Regions from separate parts of the Danio rerio genome. Here region 1 is linked to region 2. A link is a contact called in public HiCAR-type data. All regions are on one chromosome and are shown on one strand. Each heading gives the region's core, a stretch centred on a gene start, on an enhancer-like site or on the middle of the called end of the contact. The rest is flanking DNA. Distances are from core to core; before and after follow the strand shown.

The links. HiCAR-type assays count read pairs that join an accessible place to other places.
Region 1: a contact with region 2 is called in a HiCAR-type map of caudal fin, with 7 times the contacts expected there. The contact joins the promoter of rpia here to the promoter of slc4a11 in region 2. A contact is called at or near these places in 4 of 18 Hi-C or Micro-C datasets (caudal fin, embryo, hematopoietic stem cells and 1 more) and 1 of 4 datasets of contacts at active chromatin or transcription factors (caudal fin).

Annotation. Positions count from the first base shown.
Region 1 is chr13:14,331,985-14,338,366 of GRCz12tu, forward strand. It overlaps rpia (ribose 5-phosphate isomerase A (ribose 5-phosphate epimerase)), which reads left to right and starts at 1,914. Exons shown (of 9, transcript NM_001007289.1): 1 at 1,914-2,110; 2 at 4,964-5,024; 3 at 5,099-5,154; 4 at 5,237-5,296. The coding sequence starts at 1,934.
Region 2 is chr13:14,171,726-14,177,632 of GRCz12tu, forward strand. slc4a11 (solute carrier family 4 member 11) reads left to right here and starts at 2,665. Exons shown (of 20, transcript NM_001159828.1): 1 at 2,665-2,704. The coding sequence starts at 2,665.

The DNA of each region.
Region 1 (6,382 bases), core at 664-3,163, 160 kb after region 2:
GTATTAAAGATGTTAAAGACTGGATGAAGTTCTAAAACAAAAATGAGCACACCTCTGCAGTGCAGGATAAGGTCAACAAAACTAATTACATATATAAGCAGTTATTACTAGAAAATATTTAGCGATTAGTAATTATTACTATACTGTAACTATATTATTACTTTATATCTTAACATTCACCAGCTTCTTTAAAGGCCTTATACTATCATTTATTTGGAATGTCTACAGCTGAGTTCAATTCAAAAAGTGTACAAGTGTCCATTTTGAATAAGTAGGCTACTAGTAAACGTACTACTGCCTGAATTGGTACTAGCACAAAAATTACTGGCTTGTTTGTAATATATTAACATCAAATGATTGACAGATAAATTAAGTCCTAGTAGCCTACTCAAATAACAGGCTACATTTTGTTAGATTCTAACATATATTATGAGTTTATTTGCAAAAACAGATGATTCTGTTCTTAGTGATTTTCAGATATGTTTATGTTGTGCATTGAAGAGTGGGCCTACAATTGCAAAACAACATAATTTCTAAAAATGACAGACAAACAACTCAATTTCTGAAAGTTTCTAAAAAGGGTGGTTACCTGTTTTTGCAAATGAAGGCTTCATTTTAATAGATACTACTAATAATTTTAGTAGTTATTTTTTGGGTACTGGTTCTTGTTTAATAAACTTACTATTGGTTGTTTTCATGACGTCACTGATAACACGCAAGACTCAGATAGAGGGCAGGAAGTGATTCTTCTATATAGGAACATCAGAACTTCAAAACAGAACATAAATTTTTTTCTGTTTTATGTTGTTTATAATTGTTTAAATTGCATATCTGTCTGCTTATATAGGGGAAAAAAGCTATAGTAATTTATAATGTGTACAACTCTTTGTTTTTGAATGCTACAGAATACTGTATAGTGACCTGATAAACTGTAATTAATACTGTAACTTTAGTGTAAACTGTGGATCATTGTGATGGTGTATAATTGTAGCATAGAAAACTGTTTGTAAGCCTATTGAATAATTTGTTAATTACTGCAGTTGTGTCGTACCACAGCAACTATATATTTACTATGACAATTTAATTCAAGTATCTTTAGCATGCTTCCAAACACTATACTATAGTCTTTAGTATAGTATTTTTTCATGTAGCGTAAAAGCTTATACAGTATCCATTGCCTCTGACCAGGAAATTTATTTTAGTTTAGTTAAAAACGCGGCCCTCTTCATGATCGTGCCCTCCACATGTGGCTATTTTCTCCTTATAAATCTCCTTTAAAATATGGTAGAATTTACTAAAATGCAGACTTTCCTCTATGTTTCCTATTCAGGTTTTTTACTTCCTGCCCTCCATCAGAATTTTGCAGGCCACCAGAATCACGTGATTGTCATTAGTAATTATGCAAAATTTATTGATTATGACTAGATTAAAAATCTTACAAGTAAAACACAAATTCTTACACTGAATAGTAATAATCAGTAAGTGCTGCATCATGAATATGTAGCCTATCTATTGATTTAGTAGCTTATATCAGTTTCTATTGATAAAGTTATCAGTAGCTTATCTATCTACAACAAACAACTAACAGCTAGTGATGAATACGTACTGCATTTCTTAAATGCACAGAGTAGTTCCTTAAGAATAATATAGAACCAGTGGCCAACACAAGTAGAATTTTAGTAGCATGAAAATGGTACCTTAAATGTTGAAACCGCTTGCCACTGAGTCAACTGATTGAACCGACTCAAGTGAACAATTCCTTCAGGAACCGACCTTTCTTACTGGACTCTGCTCTGATATTGCGTCCAGCAGAACACCTGACTCCTGTTATCTGACAGGTTTGGTTTTGATCGTCCTTTAACCCTTCGCTCACGGTCCGGTTAGTTTGGTCTCTGCGCGGTCACGCTCGTGTTGACAGTGAGCGCGCAGTGTGATGAGGAGGGTTGTGTTCGCTCAGATCAGCTACAGATTCAGATCTCTCCTCCACTTCTTCTCTCCACCGGGCAAACACGTGCGACTAATCAACAGCAGCAGGCGGCTCTACTGCTCTCGCATGGCTGAAGAGGCCAAGAAACTGGCGGCTTATGCTGCTGTGGACAACCACATACAGGTGAGATTCAGTATCTATCTTTTTTACGTGACATATATTACATAAATCTAGAAATTACATAAGTTTAGCGGTCTAAAAAAGGAGTATTAAACACTTCAGGAGGCGTGACTGAACACGCGTGGCAGACTTCACGCATGTCAATTTATATAACGTTATTTATTTACTGTAAATTCAAAGTTCTGCTGGCTTACATTTGCGTTTTTTTCTGACAGTTCAGTTTGTAGTTAGTGTACGCTGTCGCACTGTAGCTTGAATCATGCTAGCTATGATGCTACATGTCATATGTAAGTGAAGTCAGCGACTGTGAAGTGAGCGAGCGAGCTTGTTTGTTTACGCATTGGATTGCTTCACACATTTAGTAAGCTAGGTGATATAAGGATGCCAAAGCTGCTCAAAATAAACCTTTATAGCGATTAGCATGCTTGGAAATAGCTACGTGGTTTACTGCTGCAGTCTCTCGTGTTACGTTACATTATATTATTGATTGTAGCACACTCAGTGGTACAAATCAGAGCTGCACGATATTGGAAAAATCGAACTTTGCGACATTTTGTCATTCTGCAATATATATTGCGTCATCATGAATACAATTTGACCAAATGACTTGAACATCTCTGTTTGAAAATAATTAATAATTTTAGACTCATTCTGTGGAGAAGTGCATCTGCACAGATTATAATAAACATCTACAAGCATAGATCAATAGTTTAAAAAGATGCAATTGAAATAAGCAATGTTTTATTGTTTTTTACAGAGTCTAACAGTATTCAGGTACAGTAATTGAATAATAAAAATACTTTAATAAAATGAATCTTTATTAAAGTTACAAACCGTACAAATTCTTATGTTTGAATGCTTTTAAAAATCCCCACACATTCACTGGCATCAGAAACACATTAAAATTTTTAATTTATTATAATCCAGACTCAACATTGCAAATCCTGAGATGTGATTATTGCCAATGATCACATTGCGATATCGATGCTGAAATGATTTATTGTGCAGCCATACCTTAAATTACTTTGCATAGAGGTATATGGGTGATTCTAAAATTTTGTTTCTCCAAGATGAACCTTCTATTAGGGCTGCACAATATTTCAGAAAATTATTATTGTCATCGCAATAAAAGTACATGCAATATTCATATTACAGAGAGGTAAAATAAATGAATCAAATGAAAATAAATGAAATAAAATAAATTGTAGGCCAAAACAGAACTTCTGCCTGAACGTTGCAAGAAAGTGAGACTGAAAATGCTTTGAAGTAATTATTTATTATTTTATTAATCCTCAGGTATATTACCTTATATTACAACCCTTGATTATTTCCAATACATTTGGGTTTTAAAGTAAAAAAGAATAAGTAGAACAAATGTTTTATTATTATTATTATTATTATTATTATTATTATTATTATCCCTCTAACAGTACAAATAAAAATACTTTAAATTCTTGTATTCCAAAGTGAATGTAAATGTTTGCACCTTTTGATTTTTGCAAATGTTTTATTAAATTATTGCTTGTTTATTTTAGTATGATCATTACATAACTGTTTTTAAAGCTTAAAAAATAGGGCAATTTTATAACCATAAGAGATAATGTTTTTGCAGTACTCAACAGCAATATTGCATATTACATATTTTTCAGGTAACGATAACCCAAATTCAAGGTATACATACACAATGTAGATCTATTCGATTAGAATCAAACTCATGATATTGAATCTACAGGAATGTAAGGTTAAGCTTCTTCTTACTCGTGTTTTAATGTCATCATGGTGGACTGATCCAATTATTCTCAATCATTCAACATTTACTTAAGTGATGTGTAAATAACCTTCAGACTTGAAAATGCTAATTAAAAAGCTACATTCTAAATGGAAAGCAGCACTCAAACAATAAACTTTTTAACATCCAGCCCTAAGTAGGAATAAAATCAAACAATTATTTTAACTAAAAACAAGTTGAGATGGTTTATACGAGATTACATATTGGACAAGCTAAAATTACACATGGACATCTACTCAAAGAAGGTGCTCCAAAATGTCAATATTGCCATAACAACCTATGTTTTGCAATGCCCGATTATTATTATTACTATTACTATTATTATTATTATTTTATTTTTTATTTTTTTATAAGACAATGAAAGGAATTATTTTTTAATTCAAAAATGGTCAATTTTAACAGAAGTCTTGCATTCTTTTTTGTGTTTCATGTGTTCTTTATTGTTGGTTTTTTTTTTTCATTGATATAATTTTTTATAATTGAAAAGTGCTAGTTAAAAAATGCTTCCAAATTTGCCATGAAATAGCCAGGGAAGCTGATATGGCAATATACTCAACTCCATTTTGTTTTTTCAAGATAAAGCAGCATGCAGACATTTTGAAGGTTAAATCATTTACTGTAGGAGTTCAACTGACTCTCTTACAAGGAAAACCAGCACATTTGTTTTAGCATAGTTGTCAAAATGTTACTTTTTTGTTTGAATTTTAGAAAGAAAGAGAAATGGGTAACAATTAAAATAATTGCCCATTAGTGTATTCACTATCATGAAAGAACAATGGAAAATACATTTATTATAGTAGCTTTTTAAAGCTTTTTAAAAAAATAAGTTTTTTTTCCTAAACTTTAGATTTTTATAATTCCTAAGTAAATGCAGAACTATAAATAAAAAAAATCTGTACAAGATGTTCATGTTAAAAAGTATATAAAAAAGTAATTGAATTTTTTTTTTAAAGTGTTAAATGGAAAAAAAAATGCAAATAATAGTAAAAAATATTAAAGATATTGATGAATGCAAGGTTTTCAGGTGGTTTTATGATATTAAATTGACATCTGTTTCTTTCTTTTAGAATAATCAGGTAATTGGTGTGGGCAGCGGCTCAACTATTGTCTATGCGGTGGACAGGCTGGGTAAGACATTTAATATATCATTGTGTTCTCATACTTGTATGATTATTTCTTAAAGCATGATATTTGCTTTCTAGCTGAGAAGGTCAGACAGGAAAAGCTGAATATTGTGTGTGTTCCCACATCATTCCAGGCGAGTAAAACCTGTTGTTTTTATAGCTATAAACGGTAGAAAACGTCTGTGTTTGTGTGTAACTGTTGAATTGTTGATCCAGGCCCGTCAGCTGATTCTGCAGCATGGTCTCCCTCTGTCTGATTTAGACCGACATCCTGAGGTGAGTTTAGCCTACAGCATGCCATGAAGACTGGTGCTGTGTTGTGTATCACATCTTAAAGACGACATCACAACAGCATAAAATAACTGAAAAATGCAAGTAAATAAAAATGCAGAAATAATAATAAAAAAAAGAATTCTCAGTCTGTTTAGACTAAAATAGTTTTAAAGGGGAAGTCATTGTCCGAAACAACAGCTTTTGTAATTACATTTAGCAGAGTGCTTCTTTGATGGCATTTCCTGACAGTTTTTTTGATTTTATTTTAAACCTAACAAATAAATTATAGCCGTGTACATAAACATTACTATTTGCTTAAAGTGAAAATATTCTAAATAAATCAATTTCTAAAGATTATCAACACTTTCTTTGATTACTTTCATGTTGTGTCTGTTTATTGATATCAGAGAATCATGCACTGGGTAGATTGATCTCTAAAAAATCATTCTAATATGCTGACTTCTTGCTCAAGAATGTTGTTTTCTTTAACCTCTTAAGGCCCAAGGTGTTTTTACATGCATTTTTAATTTCTTTTTGCTATTTGGGCTTTTTTAACCTTAATTAAAATAAAACCTAAGAATCATCTTTTGATATGATGTACTTTTAGAGAAAAAATATGTCCATATATGTGGACTCGTGGTCCTAATTTACATATAACACTTTTTGAATGTTTTTAATGCATGTATAACATATACTTTTTTTTTTTTTAAATAATCCGACTATCAGAGAGTAAAAACAGCATTTTCCCTACATTTTGTACAGTTAAAAATACTGTTTGGGACATTTCATATGCTGCAAAACTGTTGCAGGATGAAATTGTATGTCTGTAACAAAATATAACATATTCAAAGTATTTTAAATAGCCACTCATAAGCTAAAATGTGCTGTACACGTATGTGGCCACTAAGCCCTAAATATAATTTTTGTTGAAACCATAACAAACCAAATAAAAATTTTTCAATTATATATTTTCAAATAGTTAAATCTTGACTGACCACAAAATTTGGAAATTTTTTGTTAAAAAAAAACTTTTCATGACAACTGTTTTCAAGATTGGTTAAGTCCCTGATAAGAAATGTTATTTGGTCT
Region 2 (5,907 bases), core at 1,415-3,914:
TATCAACTTCAAATTTGAAACAACTTTTTAAAATGTATGTATATTTGGCTTACTTTCCTTTCGTTTTTCAGTTTTAGAGCGGATATATTAAGCAAAATATGTATTTTATATCAAATTTGGAAAATAGTATTTTTTAATAGCAGTGAACATTTTAATTACCTTTCTATTTCCAATTAAGCATTCAAGATATATGATGTTTGAGAGTTTCAGAGACATTTGAGACATTTAAGAGTTTGAGTTGGAAAAATACTTTATTTATATACACTGTAAAACCCAAAAAGTTAAGGTAAGTTAAGGTAACCATTTGAGGAAACCGACTGCCACAAACCATTTTAGTTCCAAAATAATTCCTAATGAGTACTGTGAACTTAATCCATTTGATTAAATGAAGCAATTTGAGCACAGTAAAACCCATTAAATAAAAATAACTTAAATTGATAAATTAAGGCAACTCAAACCATTTGAGGAAACCGATTGTAACAAACTATTTGAGTAAAAAAAACGAATCTATACGAGAACTGTGAACTTACTCTATTTAATGAGGTATTGAATTCACTCATTACCCTAAACAATAAGTTCAAAACTCTTTTTAAATGAGTAACTTACAGTAAATTTTGAGTTAACTACATTCATTTCATTTGATAAAGTTGACTGTTGGGTTTTACAGTGTATATATTTCGATGCTCTAAATGTTGCTAGAAAGTAATAAAAGGATTATTACATTATACATATATGTTAGTACCACAAAACCCTTTAACGTACAAAATTTATGGAATGCTTATCTAGATAAAACATTTATTTCATTGAAATTGAAGCAAACAGTCATTTTTGAAGTCCTAGCACCAGGTGGTTTGTATTTAGTTAATTTTTTTTATTATCTTCTTGTTCAGTAGTGGCACAGTTGCTCTGTGGTTAGCACAGTCGCCTCACAGCAAGAAGGTCACTGGTTTGAGTCCCAGCTGGGCCAGTTGGCATTTCTGTGTGGAGTTTGCATGTTCTCTACGTGTTCCAGTGGGTTTTCACCGGGTGCTCTGGTTTCCTCCACAATCCAAATAGGTGAATTGAATAAGCTAAATAATAAGTGTGTATATGCTGGTATGTATCGGTATTTTCCAGTATTGGGTTGCGGCTGGAAGGGCATCAGCTGCAAAAAACATGTGCTGGATAAGTTGGCGGTTAATTTCGCCTGATTAATAAAGAGACTAATCCGAAGGACATTGAATATATGAATGAATGAATAAACTATATTGGCCAGTCTATGAGTGGATGTGTGTGGATGAGTGTTTACCAGTACTGGGCTGTGGCTGGAAGGGCATCAGCTGTGTTAAACGTATGCTGGAATAAATAGTTCGTTCACCTCTGAAATAGAGAATAAGTCAAAGGAAATTGAATAAATAAATCTTCTTGATTATTATATTTATTTATTTTCTATTGTTATAATGAATCACAACTTTTTTCATCATCATCCTCTACACCTTAATTCTAATTGTTCAATCCCTGTTCAAACTTGTGGACAGTTTGTTTGTAATTTGAGCCTGTAAAGGATCATCTTTACAAAAATAGAAATGCTGTGATCATTTACTCACCCTCATTCCAATCAAAAATGTATGACTTTGTTTTGTCTGTGGAGACAAAATCAGATCTATTGAAGAATGTTGGTAATCATGCGGCTTTGGTTACCATTGACTTCTATTTTATGGCTATAAAAAGCAAATTTCAGAATATACATTGTTGGGAGAACTAAGAGTGCAAAAATATGTTGTATCTTAAACAAAATTAACGTTTTCATTAAAAAAGTTATCAGTTGACTTAAATAGACAGAATGTTTGGCATTCAATTTTTAATCAAACGCAGCAGTCGTTGTGCTATTGTCGTGCTGAATTGCTTTCTCTTTTTTAATTGGTCTTTTCACGCTCGCGTCTATTTAATCATACATCAGACTTTACCTGGAAACAGTACAGCTCCCTACACAACAAACTGAAGACAATCTGCTTACAATATATGTGCCATCTAATCTATCACGTTTCAGGAGCCATGATGGCAGTACATCTCTTTGAAACATTCTTTCAGCATGTCTTCCTCAAAAAAATGACCTCATCAAATAATCCAGAAGCACCACAACAAAAATGACAGCATCAAAACATGCACCAGGTCTTCATTTCTATGTATTAATTTGGGTAGATGCTAGAAAGACATGATGTCCCATATTGTGGAATAAACAAAAATCATTACAGTGACATCAGTATGTAAACTTACAGACACCACATGTCGCACATTGCTTAACATTTTGCAGAAAGCACCATTTATTGACTACTATTGGACATAAATGCACATCTCTAACCTTAAAGTAAAATAAATGTCAGGCAGATTTTGTCGTGACGATTTATGATCGTAAACATCAGGTACACAAAGTGAAAGGAGAAATGCAGGAAACATAGGCTTTAGGACCCAGAGTCACAGCTCAGCGGAGGCAGGGCAAGGCTGACTCACTAAATATGTCTGAGGAATGAGAGAGAGAGAAAGAAAGATAGATAGAGAGAGAGAGAGAGAAAGAGAGGGAGAGGTAGAAGTGAAGAGAGGAGCAGAGAGACAGGAGACCGGAGCAGAGGTGATCTTGCCCTCATTAGTGTCAGGACTACAGGATGATTATGGGTTGACAAGGGAATGATGGAAGCAAACAAAGTTCTTCATTTTGTGCCATCCGGTAAGAACCACATGCACTCTCACTCACACACACATATGGACATGCTTCTGCGCTGTCACGACTGAGCATCTGAGGGTTTCCTGAAATTTGAGAGTGTGTGCTAAACATGTGCAGCGCAGAGGATGCATGTGTATCTGTGTGTTGTCGTAAGTTTTCCCTCTGTTGAATCCTGCAGGTCTGTGGATTGTTTTTCTCACATGCCTGCTGCTGTTTTTTTGGGGGGGTGCGTTATGCTGGAATGCTGCTTTTTTGTCGTTAAACGCTTTCATGCTGTTAATCAGTCGAGAAAATAGGAAAAACGACATCACACACTTTCAGATACCTGCACACACACGTGCTGAAACACGAATGAGGGAGAGGGAGATGTGGGAAAAGAGACTGATGCTAAACACAGATCAAAATCAAGTACCTGTAAGGCAGCGCTAGGAACAAAACCTTGATCAGGCGTTGTTGGAGTGTGCGTGCGCGTGAGAATGAGCGGGTATGTGTAGCTGGTAGTCCTCTGGGAGAGCAGGTCTTATTTGTACGCGATGTTGCTGTTCAGTTTGTCTCATTGTGAGAAGTCGGTCTAATATCGCATGCAACACACGCTCTGTCAAGTGCACCTACATCGCTGTCCTTTCCCTTCACTCAGTGTAAACACAGTAGGTAATAGATGTGGGAAGACACTAAATCTTGTGCTCGTCTTCCCCCCAATACACACACACACACATACACAAACGTCCATAATGAGACTGTGATTTGCATCCTCCGCCTAAGGGATTGAACTTCAAAATCAGTTGATGTCTCAATTTTCTCTCCTCGCATGATTATGTGTGTTTCTTCGTGTGCGTGTGTGACACACAGCATCAAGTGCGCATTTGATCAGCCTGTTGTAATTGACACTTACTTTGTGGCCATCTCGGCTTGTGGATAATCGCGGTGGCACTCTGTCAATACCATCATTTCCAGAGAATCTCAATGTCATTGGAGCAGGTCACTGTACCCGCTTGAGAACTTTCTCATATGCAATTTCATATAAGCGAGCAATCGCTACAAGTTGCTCCAATGGATGAACGGATGGATCGAATTAAATTAACGACAAGCTAATATAATAAGCGATGTCCTCTGTCTTTTTTATGACTGTAACAAGCCTCAGGATTGTTCACTAGCCTCTCATTACACACACACACACACACACACACACACACACACACACACACACACACACGAAAGGTGGACATTTTGTCCCCAAATTTCTTTATTTATGATTTCCCATTGTGTTTGCGTGTGAAATAACCCATTTGCACTTGCAGATGGTGGGATATGAATAGATGTTATTTTCTGGAGGGCCGATTGACTTTGTGTGGCAATTATTTGTGTGTGTGTACAGTCATCAGCCAAATCCCAGAGAGGTTGGCAATGCAATGACTTTTTCTATTCTCCATTTGTCTTCCACCCACTGTACATTACAGTCTGCAAGGAGGAAATTAGAATCACACATTCCTCTGTTTATCTTCTCTGTTTACGGTGCGCTGTAAAACAGCCATATGGGCATCTTCTCCCATACAAAGAGTGGCGTCTGTGAGTGCGAAGCCGTCGCAGACATTCACATGATGGAGAGGTTGATCTGCCTGACCCTCAGACGTGGTCAAAACATGGATATTTTTAGAGGCCCTAAAAATGCACACAATGTCAGACTTGGCCGAGTGCTGTGTGTTGTTGTGCGCGAGACTAATTAATTGGGCATCTCTTCAACTCAAAGTCTGATCGCAGATAGGCATGCCTCTGCTCTTCCGTAATGGATTAAATATAGCTCACGGGAAAAAAGTTACAAAAGCTCCGTCCTCTACTTTGTGTTCACGAATGTCAGGAACCCCCTCTCGCATCCACACACAAACACCCACACTCAGGCAAACAGACGCGCCCCCCTGCCCACCCCTGGAGTAAACGTTAGATTGCTTCAAGATGTCAGAGGATGCCAGTGTTGATGAATTCCGACCTTTGATTGCGAAGCTGCCCGTGCGCCAGGGGAGAAACCTCACACATGCCACTTTTCTGACATGCATACATAGACAGATGCGCATGTCACCTTTCTGATACACTAGAACACACACGCTCAGACTGCTGTATAACCAAATAGATGCCATCACTGCCTTTAAATGTCAAACAGTTATCCTTTTTCTCTCCCAATTTGCAATCCACGCAAGGACGCTTGTGATATAGCTGTATCCTTTTTCTGTTCTCCCTCACTTGTGCTTTGTCTCCGGTTTGGTCTTCTCTTTTTTTGCAGGAGCGGTACTGTAGATTGTAAAGGGGGGAATAGTGGCCTGGCTTTAATAGAGGAAGAAGGGAATGTGCAAGCAATTAGCAGGAATCCCCCAGCAGAGCTCTCACAAAACCAGAGCAGCCGAGATATGAAGGAAAGGAAAATCTGTATTCCCTTGGTGTACAGGACAATAGTGTCCATGCAAACACATTTAAGCTGCGCGTTCCCCTGGTGGCGCGTGATTAAAGACGGCTGTCATGTTGAAGCACGTTAGTACTGCGGTCACTGGATCCTGACGTCCACCTCTCTCAATCTCTCTTCTAAGCTCAAGAGGGTTTTATACTGGATAAAATTGAATAAACAGAGCAATATCTGATGCTATAATTGTGGTATTACCTAGATGTTGATTTTCTGTTAAGGTTTGGTGTGCTTTGCTTTTTTCACACACAAACGCCGCTCTGCGTATTTTCTTCTACAGCTTAGTCAGAGGGAGACGCTGGCTCACCTACATCTCTATAACGCCGTAGAGTATGCATAGATCACTATCAGGGTCACCCAGTGATTGCTCCCTTCACACCAGGAGATGGACGCATCAGCCGAAGCGCACGCTACAGAAACATCCCTGCCGTATGAAATTCATCTAAAAGCACTCGCACAAATGGCTGCCGCTTTAGGATTTCCCTGCAAATTGGCATGAAAGGTTGTTTTAAATGAATGTGTGAAGATCGGTATACTGATTTGCACCTTACTCTGTGAGGGATTTCATAGATCTATTATCAGAACGGTTTCTTCTTCATTACAGTCAGGCGATCCTCTGATGGCATGCCAGCAGACTGCCCACAGTCTGTTCACTGATGCAGTTAGCACTCAGAATAAAAGCAAAAGCTAGTTTTGAAATCACTATTCCTGATCTCAGATGCATTTCTGTAAGGCATTGTTAACTAAACTATGGTGG